Regions from separate parts of the Anser cygnoides genome. Here all the other regions are linked to region 1. Evidence: chromatin contacts called from public Hi-C data. All regions are on one chromosome and are shown on one strand. The core of a region is the stretch at or near the end of the contact, and the rest is flanking DNA. Distances in the headings are between cores, read along the strand shown. Region 1 holds the start of RXRG (retinoid X receptor gamma). Region 2 holds the start of ALDH9A1 (aldehyde dehydrogenase 9 family member A1). Region 3 holds the start of LOC106041535 (flavin containing dimethylaniline monoxygenase 3).

The links. A called contact is a pair of places that touch in the nucleus more often than the background predicts.
Region 2: a Hi-C map of liver shows a contact between it and region 1, with 1.9 times the contacts expected there. The contact joins the promoter of ALDH9A1 here to the promoter of RXRG in region 1. A contact is called at or near these places in 2 of 7 Hi-C or Micro-C datasets (both in liver).
Region 3: a contact with region 1 is called in a Hi-C map of liver, with 2.7 times the contacts expected there. The contact joins the promoter of LOC106041535 here to the promoter of RXRG in region 1. A contact is called at or near these places in 2 of 7 Hi-C or Micro-C datasets (both in liver).

What each region holds. Positions count from the first base shown.
Region 1 is chr8:11,170,844-11,175,824 of Taihu_goose_T2T_genome, forward strand. RXRG (retinoid X receptor gamma) reads left to right here and starts at 2,730. Exons shown (of 10, transcript XM_013190163.3): 1 at 2,730-2,865. The coding sequence starts at 2,769.
Region 2 is chr8:11,589,494-11,594,474 of Taihu_goose_T2T_genome, forward strand. It overlaps ALDH9A1 (aldehyde dehydrogenase 9 family member A1), which reads right to left and starts at 3,020. Exons shown (of 11, transcript XM_048080212.2): 1 at 2,775-3,020; 2 at 2,109-2,254; 3 at 936-1,065; 4 at 497-631; 5 at 1. The coding sequence starts at 2,955. TMCO1 (transmembrane and coiled-coil domains 1) reads right to left here. Exons shown (of 7, transcript XM_048080300.2): 7 at 4,654-4,981. The coding sequence ends at 4,909.
Region 3 is chr8:10,822,691-10,827,671 of Taihu_goose_T2T_genome, forward strand. It overlaps LOC106041535 (flavin containing dimethylaniline monoxygenase 3), which reads right to left and starts at 2,999. Exons shown (of 9, transcript XM_013190066.3): 1 at 2,874-2,999; 2 at 2,636-2,773; 3 at 587-775; 4 at 125-287. The coding sequence starts at 2,767.

The DNA.
Region 1 (4,981 bases), core at 1,480-3,979:
CTGGTCCCAGATTGTTAGGAGCTGTATAAGCTAAACCCAACATCTTCAACTTCACCTGAAAACAAATTTGCAATCAGGCCTAATGAACATGCTCCCAGGAAGCTTTGCACGGCATGCTTTTATTGTGACTCCATCTGTAAAGGTCTACAGCCTCTTGCTTGACAAAAACAAACAAACAAACAACAGCATTTTTTTTCCTCCTAACAAGGTTTCCTTAGAAATGGATCCACTGCTGAATCCCGAGTCTGCCTGGCATATTCTGGGGGACATCTGGCGTAAATTCTTCATTATTAGATTACATTAGTTGCAGCAATAATCATTCACATGGGATTATTACATCCAAGCTTGTCTCATTGCCTTTATCCTTTCACACATTGTCTTTCCTGGTTCCCCTTCAAAGGGCTGTTGTGAGTCTGTGTTGGAGCAAGAAATTAACTCGTTAGTAATTTATGCATCATTTCCTCCAGCCACATGTATTTAGGGCAAGATCAATAAAATATAATAAGGAAGCGGGTGGGTATTGCCACTGCGGGGCTGAAATAATTCCTTTGGTATCACTGTAAATCCTTCCCTCACATATGAAAACCTGCAGTCCTGTCCATCATTAGCTTATTTTGCTGGGCTGTATCATCAGGACATTGATTCAGCTCCTTTGTGTGCTCGCAGGCAGAGTTCGCGTCCCTGCTACTCCTGCTCACAGCCACACAAAGTGCTCTGCGTGGAGGTTTCTGATTTTGAGGGAGCAGTGTTTCATAGCAGCCTTTCTTCTGGCTCCTGTCGCATATTAAAGCCGTGTCACCTAACACCGCAGCCTGATTTCTGGGGTGGCTCCGCTCTCTGGCATCTGCTGCTGTATGTTTGGTCTGAGGAAGGGGAAGGGAACATGAGAGGGATCCGGGCGCAGCAGCTCAGGGCAGGGAAGTCTTGCAGTCTGTGGGCACTGGGGCAGCAAACCGGAGTGCATCTGCAAGGTCAGTGGTAGGGCTGAGAGGACCTGGAGCCCTGCACTACTGCTCTGGGTGCTGGACGGTCCTTCCCGGGTAAAAGAAAGGGGAGTTTGGCTCCATCTCACCCATGGCAGTTTAAGGATGGAAGAGGGGAAATGCCTGTTGTGAGAAGAGACAGCAGACAGCTTTCGGGGTTTCTCTGGTTCCTAGAGAGGCCCAGAGCTGATGCCACAGGGTGCCTCGTCTTTCCATGTCTCTTTTCTCACGTCCTGGCTCCAATCTGGACATCCCTACAGGGTTTCACGTCCATGAGAACATGAATTTGGGGAATTTGCTGCCTTTTCAGATTAGGAGTTCCCTGAATATGCAAGCAAAGTCAAACCAGCACTTTGACATCCCTGCTAGCTCTGTCTGCCTGGACTCCCTGGGGCTGTTTCTCCTGTGGGAGATGTCCCAGTGGTTGGCACTGATGTGGAAGAGGCTTTGTGGTCCACCTTGGCTTTAGCAATGCTCTGTTTGATGATCTGAGGGGATGACAGCAATGCAGGGCCTCTGGTTTCTGAAAGCCTCTGGAAGGAGAAGTCTCAAGATCACTTTGCACTCTGGGACCTGCGTGCTTTGTTGCTGTAAATATGGAGAAATCCAGGAGAGGGAGGGGTTTACAAACCCCTCACAGCTCTGACTCATCCCCCAGAGGAATATTCTCGGTGCGGTGTGCTGGGCCGGGCAGCACACGGCGTACGGGATGGGGCAGCACAGTCGGTGCAATCCTGCCCTCCGCAACCCCGGCGATGTTGACACAGCCTGGAGGGGAGCACAGAGGAGATGAGTTCCCGAGATTATCAGTGCAGACAGGGGAGAGGAATGTTGTTTGCTTGTAGCTCCTCTCCATCTGCTCGTAGCTCCTCTCCATCAGGACTAGCAAAATCGAAACGCGGAGGGAAGATGCAGGCAGACGCCCACGCAGGGTTTGAGAGTGTAACAGAGATAAGCAGGCACAGAGACAGAGCCAGGGGCTCAAACTTCAGCACAAGAAAAACTGGTTGCAGCACAGGCTGGTTGTCTTCTGAAAGCCTTCTGGAGACAAGGGTCTGTCCAGGTCACCTGTACACAGCCAAGGACATGGCGCAGGAATGCATGTAGGACATTTCTCCCCTGTCACCTGCCCCCACAGTCCTCAGACAGCTTCTCTGAGGCAAAAGCCAGCTATGCCTGGTCTCCCCCGGAGTCCAGCAGCAAGGTGGCTAGCACCATTACTTTCCTAACTGCAAAGTTTTTTATCTTGTAGAGTGAGGATGTTTGCAGATGGGAGAAAAAAGGGCACCTGGCAGAGAGAAAAGAAGAGAGGAGGAGGAAAGCAGAACCGAGATGGGCGACTTATGGAGCTGTGATAAGAGTTCAAAGGACAGCAGCTATCGCAGTCTGAAGTCAGACAGGCTGGGTACAACCCAAGGCTGCTCATGATGGGATGACAGTTGTTTGCTTGGTTTTCTTCCATCAGAAGCCAGGTTTAGAAAAGGAATTGCTTCCAGGAGGCAAATTCTCAGCAGAGCTGCTTTGGACCATCTCCTTTGTGTCGCGCAGCCTTTCGCAGCCAGCCCTCCCCCCGGCATTGCAACACCTCCTGTTGTCCAAAGGGACAGGAGCCCAAGAGCAAACACAGGAAACCCCAGCCCTGGTCAAGGTCTGGGAGGTAAATTTGTAACTTAGGACAGATCGTGAGGATGCTGCTGTGTCATGCACAAACACTCCTTTCTTTCTGATCCTCTCCTTCTCCAACAGCCCAGCGTGGATGGGAGAGCTGATCCCAAACCTCCCTTCATGGTTGAGTCCTCTGAAGAGCCAGGACGCAGGTTGGAAATGCAGCCGGGCACGCAGGCTCCTTATTCCCTGGAGACGGGCTCCTTCCCTCACTTCTGTAAGTCCTTGCTTTGTCCTCGTGCGAATAGGTCGTGCTGAGCTGCAATGCGGGATGCCAGCTGGGCTGAGCCTCAATGGGAATTTAATTCAGGTGCAGGTTTTGGAAAGAAACCGCTCTACTGCTCTCTCCTGTTCCTTCAGCAATAGTTTCTTCTTGAGCTTGACGAGGAGAGGTACAGTTCTGATAGCAGGTGTAGGGGACTTGTCTTTGTGAGGCGCAGCCACGTGGATCTGCAGGAAAGTCAGTCTCAAGGATGGTGGGAGGGCTGGAGGTCAGGGCTTTCAAAGAAAGGCTGAGCAGCTACTGCTGCTCAGTGAGGAGAGGAGAGAGGAGCAGCAGAAGTCTTCAACACCAGGGGCAAGTTATAAAATGATGAACTTCTGATGTAGGAGGGAAGAAACAGGTTAGGCACTGGGAAGAACTATTTAACGGAGTGGAGGAGATATGAAGGGACAGCTGGGCTGGGGAGGAGGTGGCAGCTCCATCACTGACCGCCCCATGTCCTGATTTGGGGAGGAAGATGGGTGAGAGGAGCTTACCAGGTCCCTTCCAGACCTGTTTTCTGTGAGTCTGTGCTTTCCTCCTGAAGTGGAGGGCATTCAGGGTGTGGAAAGGGACACTGCACGTAGGGTTGAGGCCTGCAACGGCTCATATTAAAGGAGTTGTGGGGATCAGCTCATAAAGGTTAATAAAGGATGGGTGGAAGTTAAGCGTAAAGTTAGTCATGAATTTTCTTTGAGAATAAGTCTTTTAACAAAGGGCTGTTTCTCCAAAAACTGAAAGTCTCCTTGGATAAATATTTGGTCAAATGTATTTAATATGTGTGTGCATATATACATATACATTTCCATATATATGTGTATGTATGGAGAGAGAGAGAATTGATGTTGAGAATTCCACTAGAAATTGTCAAAATAATCTTGTTCATTTCAGATTTGTTTGAACCTAGTTTGTGTTTCGAACTGACCCAATGTATTTCACTACCTCCACTGCATGTGAGCTCTTTACGGTATATGTACAACCATATCCTGAGCACGGGGAATATATTGAGTTGCCTTTATATATTTCCAAGTCACATAAGATTTAAAACAGCAATGTCTCTTGCTTCTTGCTTAGTAAATATATGTCATGTATCCGTATCGATATGGAATTTAATTAGCATCAGATGATACATTGTTCGGATGATTCCTGTCTATCGGGTAAGCCAGTGGCACAACGCTGGAATCGATTTTCCTGGCCGTTAATAACAGCTGCAGCAGCAGGTGGACGCACTGTTTCGCCCAGGAATTATGGGGTGCTGCAAATAACCCCGATGTGGTGCAGCAGATAGGTGGGGGGTGCTGCTGGTGCTGCCACCCGTGTGCTCGGGCATGCAGTGAGTGCCCCAACCGAGGGCAGCCCGGTGCCAAGGCATCATCAGCCAGTCTCTTTGCACTACAGGGCTGAATCCTGGGAATCCAAACCCAAAGCTGGCCTGGGTGGGGATTGCCCCCAAAAGTCCAGGCAGAGCACAGCTGCCCTAGGTTTATCAGCTGCCTGCATGCCCCGCTGTCACCTACCTTTGCTAATGTCTGCCCTGAAGGTTTTAGCACCATCGTCTGCAAGGTGAGCCAGGAAAGAAACCAGATGTGTTCCTTCTGTCGAGCTTCCTGCCCTGCCTGGGACAGGGCTTGGCACCCTGTGACCTGCATGGCCTGAATCCATCAGTTTTGCAAGATTCCCTGCCTTTTTACGGGGGTGATTCACTGTATACTTGAGAAACTGCAAGTATATTCCTGGGTGCTGACGGCTCCGTTTCTTACGGAACCCTGGACAAATAGGTGTGCGTGTAAGTGAAGGACAGGGAGCGGTGTCCAAGGCTCAGAGACCTAAAGAGCTGATTTGTATCATGAGAGCCAGAAAGCCCTCAATCCCACTGGCCTGCTCTCATCCCTTGGGATGAAGGAAGCCTGCCTGGTGCTCGGCCCCAGTCCCAGTCTCAGGCTTTATCCCCAGCCCCTGTTGTCAGAAAACGAGCCATGAAGGATTCGTCACTGGCTACAGCCAACAGAGCCCAGAGTTGAAGTCTTGCGTGCGCTGCCAAAAACAGCTTGCAGGTACTCACAGGTTGGCC
Region 2 (4,981 bases), core at 1,770-4,269, 420 kb after region 1:
CCTAAGGGAACCCGGACAGAGGCAAGGTGGGGTTAACACCCAAACTGCATCAGGGGACAAAAAAAAAAAAAAAACACAAAAAAAACCCACCCTACACAACGAATTTGTCTCTGCAGAACCAAAAGATCCCCAGGAGAGAAGGAAATAGTTTTGTCTAAACGCTCTGCAATCAATGAATGGGGAAAACTGCACCTTCATGCTGGGAAGGGCCGGGGAGATGAGGATACTGGTCCTGCACTGCAAACATTTCCAGAGACCTTCCTCCTCTGGTACAAAGCCACACAATCAGTCTTTCTCCTGATGTGTCCCCTGCCCTCTTAGCACCTGCCAGGTTCCCCCTTCCATTTCCTTTCCCTTCCTGCCTGAAGGCTCTGCTAGTCCTTCAACGCCTCCTTCGAGGCGGCCCTAGTCAGTTCTCTGTCCCCCAAATCTCACTCTCCCCCGCAGGACCACAAGGCTTCAGAGGGAAGCCTGCATGGGCACAGAGTCTCCATACCGCAAGCCAGGGCCGGGGCAGCCTTCCAGCAGGCAATCTGGAAAGGGTAATTCCAGGCTCCGATCCCAGCGCACACACCCAGGGGCTCTCTGCGAGTGTACCCAAAGGATCCCCCAGGAAGCTGGATGTGTTCACCTGCAGGGAAGACAGACAGACAGAAATAAGAGAAGAACAAAGCCCCTTCCTGTTTAATCAGAGGCTCAGGGCCCAGATCCCACTTAGACTGGGAACAGACACACACGGCTTTTACCCCGACAAGCTCACAGAGCATGGCAGCATTAGGCAGACAGCTCTGAAAATTCTCCCAAGACCTTCAGAAAAAGGAGCAGTCCTTCTCTTAGAGGAATCGGCACCAAAAATGGTCTTGTATCATGGAAGTTAGCAGAGAAGACAAGAGGCAGGACAGAGAATAAAGAGCCAACTCCCATAAAGTTCTCACCAGCTAGAGATCCTGCCAGCCCTGCGTAATACTCCAGGCACTGCCAGGATACGTCAATGTCCGCTCTGGCTTCAAAGATGGATTTCCCATTGTTGATGGTTTCCAAGGTGGCAATTTCGTCTCTCTGTTCCTGTGAGGAGCGCAGCACAACGACAGCGCATCAGAGAAGCCACAAGGAGCTAGCTGCATCCCAAGCATGCAACCTCCAAGCCAGGCTCTGCCTCGAGTAATCATTTTATCTAAGATACATTCCCAACTGTCATTTATCAATTCGCCAGAGGCAACCGACCACAAGAGAATGCCAAACAGAGAGCTGCTGGGGTTCACTGCTAGTCTGGTCTTGCTTAACAGCCGTGTTTATCTGAAAGATGAGCAAACCTGAGCTGAAAAGCCAGCTGGTAAACAGTGACTGGAATTCACAGGACTAAGGTGGGGAGACAGCAAACAGCAAGACCAAAACCGACCCAGAGGACTTAGCAAAAGACGGGCAAAGCAGCAGAGTTGGGAAGCATCCTTTAACAGACCATCTCCCAGGCAGAAATATTACCCTGCTGCAGAAGTCTGGCAGAAAGAGAAAACAGTATTCTCATCGCATGTACACGCTGGGGCGAGGTCCGGTTTCTTACAGACCTGTGCCTCAACGGGGATTAACTTTGAAGTCCAAGAACGTGTTATCTCACATCTTACTTTGAGGTCCAAGAACGTGTTATCTCACAAACAAGTTTGTGACAAAGCTAGCATATCTGTATCCTCTCCCCACGCGTATTATCTGCTAAGGGAAAAAAAAAAAGCACTCCTACATTTTCTTATTGCTAAAACAACGTATGCTTCTGCCACGTGACAACAGGGTCCGAAATCCTAAAGTTCAAGAATGTGTCAGCTACGCAGCTTCAGCTTGTAAATCGCATGCCTTGCAGGGTCCTGACTGGATTGCTTCAGCTTTGTGTCTCCTGCCAGAATTAAGCAGAAAAGGTGCTGTAGCACACACCGGCCTTGAACTAAGACTGATAAGACTGGGTGCCCTGCCCAAGGCAACCAACTGTCTCTGCTGGTCAAAGGTGGGGTTTTACCTCCCCGAGCTCTGGAGGTGCCGCTGGAACCGCAGCCCCCAGCAGCCGCCTTAATCCACGAAAATGCTGGCAGACAAAACGTGACGCGAGCCCCCCGACATACCCGAATAATTCTGGCGGCCTCCAGCAGCACCCGGCACCGCTCCATGCCCGACATTTGGCTCCATACTTTAAAGGCAGCCTTCGCGCTCTGCACGGCCAGGTCCACCTCCTTCTCCCCGGAGCACAGCAGCTTGGCTATCACTCGGCCTGGGCACATTTAAAATGGAAACAAAGGAGATGTTCGTGTCAGAGAAAGGGCACAGAAAATACGATTTATCTTGCGGCAAAGATCTCAGTCCCACCACCCGCACCAGGCTACGAACGTAATGGTTCCAAACAAAACCCACTTATTTGTGACTGGTTTCTTGAAGAGGTGTTGTGGTTTAAAGGGCTTGCATTAAGACCCTTCTCCCACACCCATGTCCCAGTTACTAATTAGCTCCCAGCATCACAAATCTCTTCGCTCTCCCCCCTTGAGCTTCCGCCACCAGCACCCCGCTGTGCGTTCTTCGGCTCCGTTAGCCCCTCGCCACCTTGCATGGGGCCTGCCGAAACCCGGGCGAGGAAAAACCAATTGATTTGGAAATCATTTGAGCCAGACCCCGGCTGCTTCGGCGGACGGTCACAGCCAGTCCCAGGCTGCAGGGGCTGGGGGGACGTGGGGGTCGGGGCCGCCCCCCGGGACGGCCAGCCCCCAGCAGAGCCGTGTCCCCACGCGTGTCCCCACCTGTGGCCGGCTCGTACACCTCCTCCACCTGCCCACCGTCGGCGGGCTGCAGCCGGGCTCCCCCCCGGTAGTTGAGGGGCTGCTGCAGGGAGAAGGAGCCGGTGGCGCTGCTCATGGCGAGGCCGGGCAGCAGGCGGCGGAGCCGGGGCACGAGGGGCTGCAGCAGGGGCCGCGGCACCATGGGCCGGCAGCCGGGCTCGGGGCAGATCCGCGGCCCCGCTCGGCGGTGGCGGAGAAATGGGGGGAGCCCCCCCCCCCGAGCCCCGCACCGCCCCCCCCGGCAGGCCCGGCCCCGGCCCCGGGCGCCCCCCCGCGGCTCGGAGGGCTCCGGGGGTGTAAAAAGTGATAGAACCGAAACCGTTCTTCCTGCCCCCAAAAGGCAGGCGTGTACCCCCCCAGTACATTTTGTGGGTTCTTAGAATTCAGACCTCGAGAGTTGTTCTCCCTGTGTCAGGATTAACCACCCCACAGACCTGCTGCACCAAGCAGGCAGCGAGCCCCACCACAGCGACGAAGCCATAATTTTCGGGTAAGCTCTGGATGTGCGAGCGCCGCCCTCACAAAGCGGTAACACGCGGTGCGATGCAACATATCGCAACGTGTGCTCGGCCCAAGGCAGCGCGGGGCTGAGGCAGGGTCTGGGAGGGCAGGGTGCACGTAGCACCTCCCAGCCCCCTGGGGTGCACGCTGTCGTTGCACTCTGTCAGTTCGGCTCTCACAGCTCTCCCCACTCGCCCTGCTGGATCTGATGACCGTATGCTGCGGAATAAACTAACTCACCAAAGCTGGTGCAGCAGGTTTGGGAGTTTCTGGCTTTGCAGCAGGATCAGGCCATCACACAGAGGCCACACGTAGGAAACTGAGGACTTACACGACCACGGCTGCTCCCTGGGGAAGGCTGCACCTACACCAGATGCAACTGTGTCAAAAATGCAGCATCCTCGTGCTCCGTGCTGCTCCAAGACGTAGGATTTAATGTGGTGTTACACATGCTCCACACTGCCACGAGGCATTTCAGATTTATCCCCGTGCCCTGCACCTTGTCAAAGCCTCCTAGTAAAATGTTCTGTATTATATGCTTCTGGTCACAGAAGCGAGGAATCAGTAGCCCCTACAGGTACCACAACGCTTCAAGAAAGCCGTCAGTCTAACTTGAGAGCAGCAGCAAAATTTATTCAGCCCTTTTAAACAAGGCCTGGCCAACAGGACTGAACCAGGTAATTATTTGGCAAAGTGGAAGGCAGCATAGGGAACTTACTGGCCTATGAAGGAAGCATTTTTAAGATTCATACTGCTAAATGGACCGATGATCAGTAAACAAAAATGCAGCTGTCCTAACCGCTCAGGCAATAAAAAGGGTTCAGTAGCAGTGGGCAGCACTGATATAATCTAACAGTTTACTCATTAAACTGAAGGCCAGGTTTGTTTCTGCAGTTGAGCAGATTCTGCTTAAGTAAGCAACTTTAACAGAAGCTGCACAACGCTACAAATCTCTGTGGCACTGTACCCTGCCAGGAAGACACGGGCAGACATCCAGCAGTACTTGCAACCTCCAAGAGCAGCTTGGCACAGGGGCAGGTTCCTGGGCCCCCAGCCACGTGAGCCAATAAAAGAAAAAAAAAAACCTCACCGTGAACACTGGAAGTTACACACAGGAGAACTAAGCACACCTCCTTGCCCAGCTCTCCACTACACAGGAGTGCAGCCAGTAGGTCTAAGACAAGGGACGCCTCTCAGCACAACTGTCCCAAGTTTTCTAAGCTGGTTTGAAGATCTCGTTCGTGATATCTTAATTGATTTCCATGCCATAAACTGAAGCCAACTGTGCTACATGAAGGTAGTTCTACTTGTCCTACAGCACAATTAACAGACATCTAAATCAACATGCCCATGCCGTTTATTTCTCAGAAACACCAGAAACAAAAAGTCAAGTTATCTTCTGAGAACTTTCTTGGTTTGATGAGCAAACAGCTGCTGGTAGAATACTTCAAACGCGAGATGTTTCCAAGGCTGTGGCAGATACTGCAGAGGCTGGTTTTCGACACATGAAGCCTGGTGCAGAATCCCATCCTTCTACCTCCCCAGGGCAGACTTGTGCGGCTGTCAGACCTGCAGTGAAGGCTCTAACTGTGCTTTAGGAAAACTTCCCTGCCTGAGGTGGTGGGCCAAGGAAGCCCCCTGCTTGCTTGGTGGCAGCCCGGGACGGA
Region 3 (4,981 bases), core at 1,749-4,248, 350 kb before region 1:
CAAAAACACTCCAGAGGAAGACAATCTTAGTGTTGAAAAGGCAATTTTGCAGGAAAGAAACACTTGAACAGAAGGTGTGTACCTGTCTGCAAGATGGTGGATGAATTGCATACATGCAGCTTACCTGGGAAGTGGTCGAGGGGGAGGTTTGGGTAGATGTGATGCCCAGAGCAAATCATCACAGCATCAAAAACAGCCGCCTCTTCCTTCCCATCTCTCTGCGTAACCACCTCCCACTGCCCCGTAGCACGAAAGTCAGGGCGCTTCCTTATCTTGGTGACCAGGGTCTTAAAGGAAAGAAAGACAGAAAGAGGTTTGGGAATTCAGTGCCCCAGGGGACCCTGCTGCAGCCAGGTGGGTGTTGTCGCCCCCAGGCGCAAGGTTATAGGGCGATTATTTTGGATGGAGAAATCCCATCCCCATTTTGCACTCATCCGTGCTGAAAGATTTTCCAGCTGGTTATCTGACCCCACCCAACAAAAAGCTGGTGAGACCCGCTTGCACAAAACCCACATTTTTTTTTTCCCCAGGATGTTTTCCCCCAGGATTTTCCCTGAGGCACCGTGATGACCTCCATCCCGCCCACCTTGAAGTGGATGTGCCGCAGCAGGTCAAAGTGCCGGGCATAGTCACAGATGTACTGCTGGAGCCGGGTGTTGTGCATGTAGTTGGGGTGGTCGTCAGGGAAGGGGAAGTCGGGGTAGCACATCATCTCCTTGCACGAGTTGGTGAAGACGGTGCGGTAGATGCTTGCTCTGCCTTCCTCCACATGCTCCTGGAGGGGTACATGAGTAGAGGGCTGTGGTTAGAGGGGATGAAGGGACACGTGCTGCCCCAGGGGGTGTCCTCCGCTCCTCAAAGCCCAGATCTCCAGCTCTGGGTGAGCAGCACAGCTCGGGGAGCCAGCCATGGGCACCCTGGAAAGTCACAAGCCATGTGTAGGGAACACTAAGCCAACCTGGAGATGATTTTATCCAGGACTTCTAGGAGAATCTCAGAGCTTTGGAGGCCTGAACCAGGATGTTTGGCTCTCAGAGGGAGGGAGGTTTTCCCCTGCTATCCCCTTCCTGCCTGGCTAAGTAAGCCCCAGCCCCGTTCTTCAGCTCAACCTCACCCACCAAACCCAGAACCGAGGGCGCTGAGCACCCCAGAGGGTCTGCAGCCCTTTGCTTACCTTCCTCGTTTGCTCGCAGGCTTTGTGGGCTCATCCCAAAGAGCCATGCACAGTACGTCCCCATAATAACCTCAGATTCCCCTTTTTAGCATAATTTCTTCTGCATTTACCTCACAGAAGCATCATTTATGATGTTTTCTGTACTTAACCTTGGCCACATGCAGCTGCTGTTTTAAAGCTGAAGCATCTCTTCTTATAAACATCACTCGCAGAGCTCAAAGTGATTTTTCTCTCTGCTTGGCTGGAGCACACAGGGACTATCGCAGGCTTATTGCTCTACTGCTCAATTAACAAAATCCAGGCACCATGCGTGGCAAAGATAAATACTTTGTCTGTGAAACTGCCCTAAATCTGCTCTCCAAGCTTCTGGTCCAACAGGCCAAGAGCTTGTGACAGAGTAGGGGTCAGATCCCTGCCAAAAACCGCAGATTCCCACATGTACAAGATTGCACAGTGCTCTTGTTTGGATGCCACGGGATTCAAAGCTGCTATTCTAATGCTAATGGCATTTCTGGCTGGGATTTATGCCCCTCAGGACAAGGCGCTGCCCAGGTCGTACTAGGGGATGGACACACACCTGCAGAGGGGACAAATTTTGGGCTTCACCACCTCTCTGTGGATTCACCCACCTGGGAGGCAGAACCCAGCAGATGTGCAATGTTTTCCACTTCCTTAACAAGCCAAAGGGGTAATACATAAAGCAACATTTCACTCATGCAAAACTGTCACAAAATTGACTTTTTTCAGTTAAAAGTGGCTAAAAAAGCACCTGAAGAATGCTGAAGAAAACTGAAGAACAGAAAGTTATTTACATTAAATAAATAAATAAAATATATAAAAAAAACCCACAACTGTTTTATTTTAATCTTGTCAAATTAAGAGTCTCTCTGAGGGTTTTGGTTTGCCAACTTTCCTCAGAACGAGCAAGCAGATCAATGATTTGCTGAACCTGCTCAGTCCAGTGATTTTCCATCCCCAAAACATTCTGGGTTAAAATTTAAACCAACTCTTGCAGATACCATCACCGCCAGGCTGGGGCCAGAGAGACACCCCAAAGCCATCAAGTGCAGTAACCAAATCACCCCCTAAAAGCATAGACATGTCCTAAAGGGCCAGGTAGGAGGGCTTGCCTCAACCCAGGCATTTAGGAGCTGGTTACACCTGCGTTTAGGAGCCAGGGAAAGAAGCAGCTCAGGGGATAGGGTGCAGGACTGGGTCTAGCATCCCTCCTGAGGTCCAGAAAGCATCCAGAGGTCAGGCGTGACAGCTATAGGCTTTGTGCTTTGATCCGAGTCAAACATTTTGCATCACCCAGAACAAACTCTGTCCTCAACGCCTCCCCCCTTCACCTCCCCCATGCTTTAACCTGCTCAGCTCCTTTCCCTGAGCTGCTCCTGAAGCCACCATCCCCACCCCAAACCCTAACTGACCGCAAGGCCACGCGGCCCGAGCCTCTCTCACCGTGTAGCGCCACAGCCCGCCGATGTCCTCGCTCCTCTCGAAGCAGGTGGGCTCCAGCCCCTCTTCCAGGCAGCACTTGATGGCCGCCAGCCCGCTGACGCCCGCGCCGACCACGGCCACGCGCCGCACCATGGTGTCCTGTGGTGGGGAGAGCAGCTGTCACGGCGTGGGGCCGCCCGCCTCCACCCTGCCCTGCTCCCTACGAGTCCTGTGAGGTTTTCCATCCATCCTCGCTTACCTGTGCAGCCCTCAGGGAGGTGAGAGCCGTGAGCTGAGGCTGTGGGAGAAGAGGAGCTGGGGCTCAGGAGGAGGTTCCTGCAAAGAGCAAAGCTTTTATACAGCGCTGCTGGGGAGGCAGGGCCAGAGCCCGGCCTCTCTTTGGACGAGAGCGACTCGCGCTGCATGGACTTTAGCAACCCCCAGCTGTAACTTGAGGAGGAGCTGTGGGCTCAGAGCTCTGAAATTAGGAAATAAAGCCCTGGATTGAAATGGTTTCCAAGATAGAGGTCGCCAGGCGGCTGCTCCCAGTATCTCCAAAGGCACCTCTGCAAAGCGGCACGGCGACGCCCGAGTGGTTGAGAGCAGCCGATGGAAACGGGGGCCTCTCGCCCACAGGGCCACCGAGGAGGCTGTCTGGGGAGGCTCATCCTCAGACAGTGAAGAACTGGAGAAATAAGTAGTCCATTAACAATGTGTGGGCAGAGTAGATCTGGAGAAATAAGTAGTCCATTAATAATGTGTGGGCAGAGTAGAGGCGACTGTAGGAGCAGCAGACCATCAGGGAAAGCTGTGGTTTGTATCCTGCCTTCTCCCCTCGCCGCCATGGTCTCCACACACGTTGCCAGAGCCAAGCAGTTCCCAGCCACGTCACACAACGGTCCAGGTTCCCCAAGCACGGGACTTTCTGCAAGTAACTCACTGTCTGGGTTTGTTTTCTCTAAGTTCATATGGATTTTCTCTGGACCACATTTCCACGTTGCCTCAAATCCCCAGTTCTAATAAACAGGGCAAATGTGCCTCCGAGGACATCTGTGGGAAAGGACAAAACACAGGCAAGTGTGGAGAAGTGTGCTTGCAAGCCCAAATCCAGCTCCGCACTCTGCAGCGATGCTTAATTCATTGTGTGAGCCCATCCATCAAGTCCTGGCCTCCGGAGGGAGAACAGCTCAGCTGGTGAGTGCACGTGCTGGGAAGTCCGCGGGCTGCTGCTGCCGGAGCCTCCAAAGCTGTCGAAGCTGGACACTTAATTCATCCTAAGTTGACTTCAAATGAAATAGAATGGAGAATGCCAGAAAAATGATTGAGCAACCGAACAGAAGAAGAAATTGCTCATTTTTCCACTATCTAGCAAATTGGTTCGGGTTTCCAAAAGAGCAGTTTTGGAGTCACGATTAAGTGGACTTAATGCAAATAAGCTGCCAAGCTGGTCTCATGGATTCCCAGCCCGGAGGAGAGGTGGATCTCTGTGACTCCTGCAGGACTCAACCTGGAGGAGGAGGACTTCTGCCCATGAAAACATTTGTTAGAAAATGACACACAGAGGACGACAGTGCCTGCTCCGTGCCCTGGCACAGGGACAGGAGGCATCAGCCTACGGCAGAGGGAGGGGAACAAAGGTGCCCTCCTTCTCAGCTCATCATTTCCCAGCTGCCCTTTTCCTCAAAAATAAAAGATCTTGGATGTTTTGCTCCATTTTTCCTCTCCAGAATGGGAAAACACAAAGGGATGGAAAAAGCTTCAGGTGTGGAAAGGCAGAGAAAGAGAGAGAAGTTAGGATGTGCAATAGTCTGCAAAAAATATAGTTTTAAAAAATTAACATTTCTAATGGCACCAAAGTCCCTCTGCCCAACAGCTGCAGACTCCTGTTGGACTTTTTATCACGCACCACAGGAAAGAAGCAGCAGAAGGCAGCTCTCAGTCTCCAGAAGAGCAATAACAGGGTAAAAGCGGTCCCACCTACAAAATCCTCCTTTTCCAGCCCAAAGCTTTCTTTCACCAGCAGCGTGCTGCTGAGGTCGGAGGTGGCTTTGAGCACAACGCTACGGCTCCTACAGAGGGGACATCTCACAGGGACACAGCTCGCAGCCCGCTTTGCCTTTGTGCAAAAAGCTGGACCCACAGAGAGGGGAACATCGTCTGAAGGACAGGTCACGAAGGGCAGGATGCCCACGGGGAGCACAGCCCCCCGAGCTGCGGACAGGCTCCCGGTGCTGCTCGAGACGAACAAAATTTCCCCAAGGCACCGAAGCCTCACCGGGTCCCAGGGGCCAGCAGCCATCCCCTTTTGAAGCACAACTCCATTGTTCACCCATCTTTGAAGTGCCAAATGGGAAACATCCCGCAGGC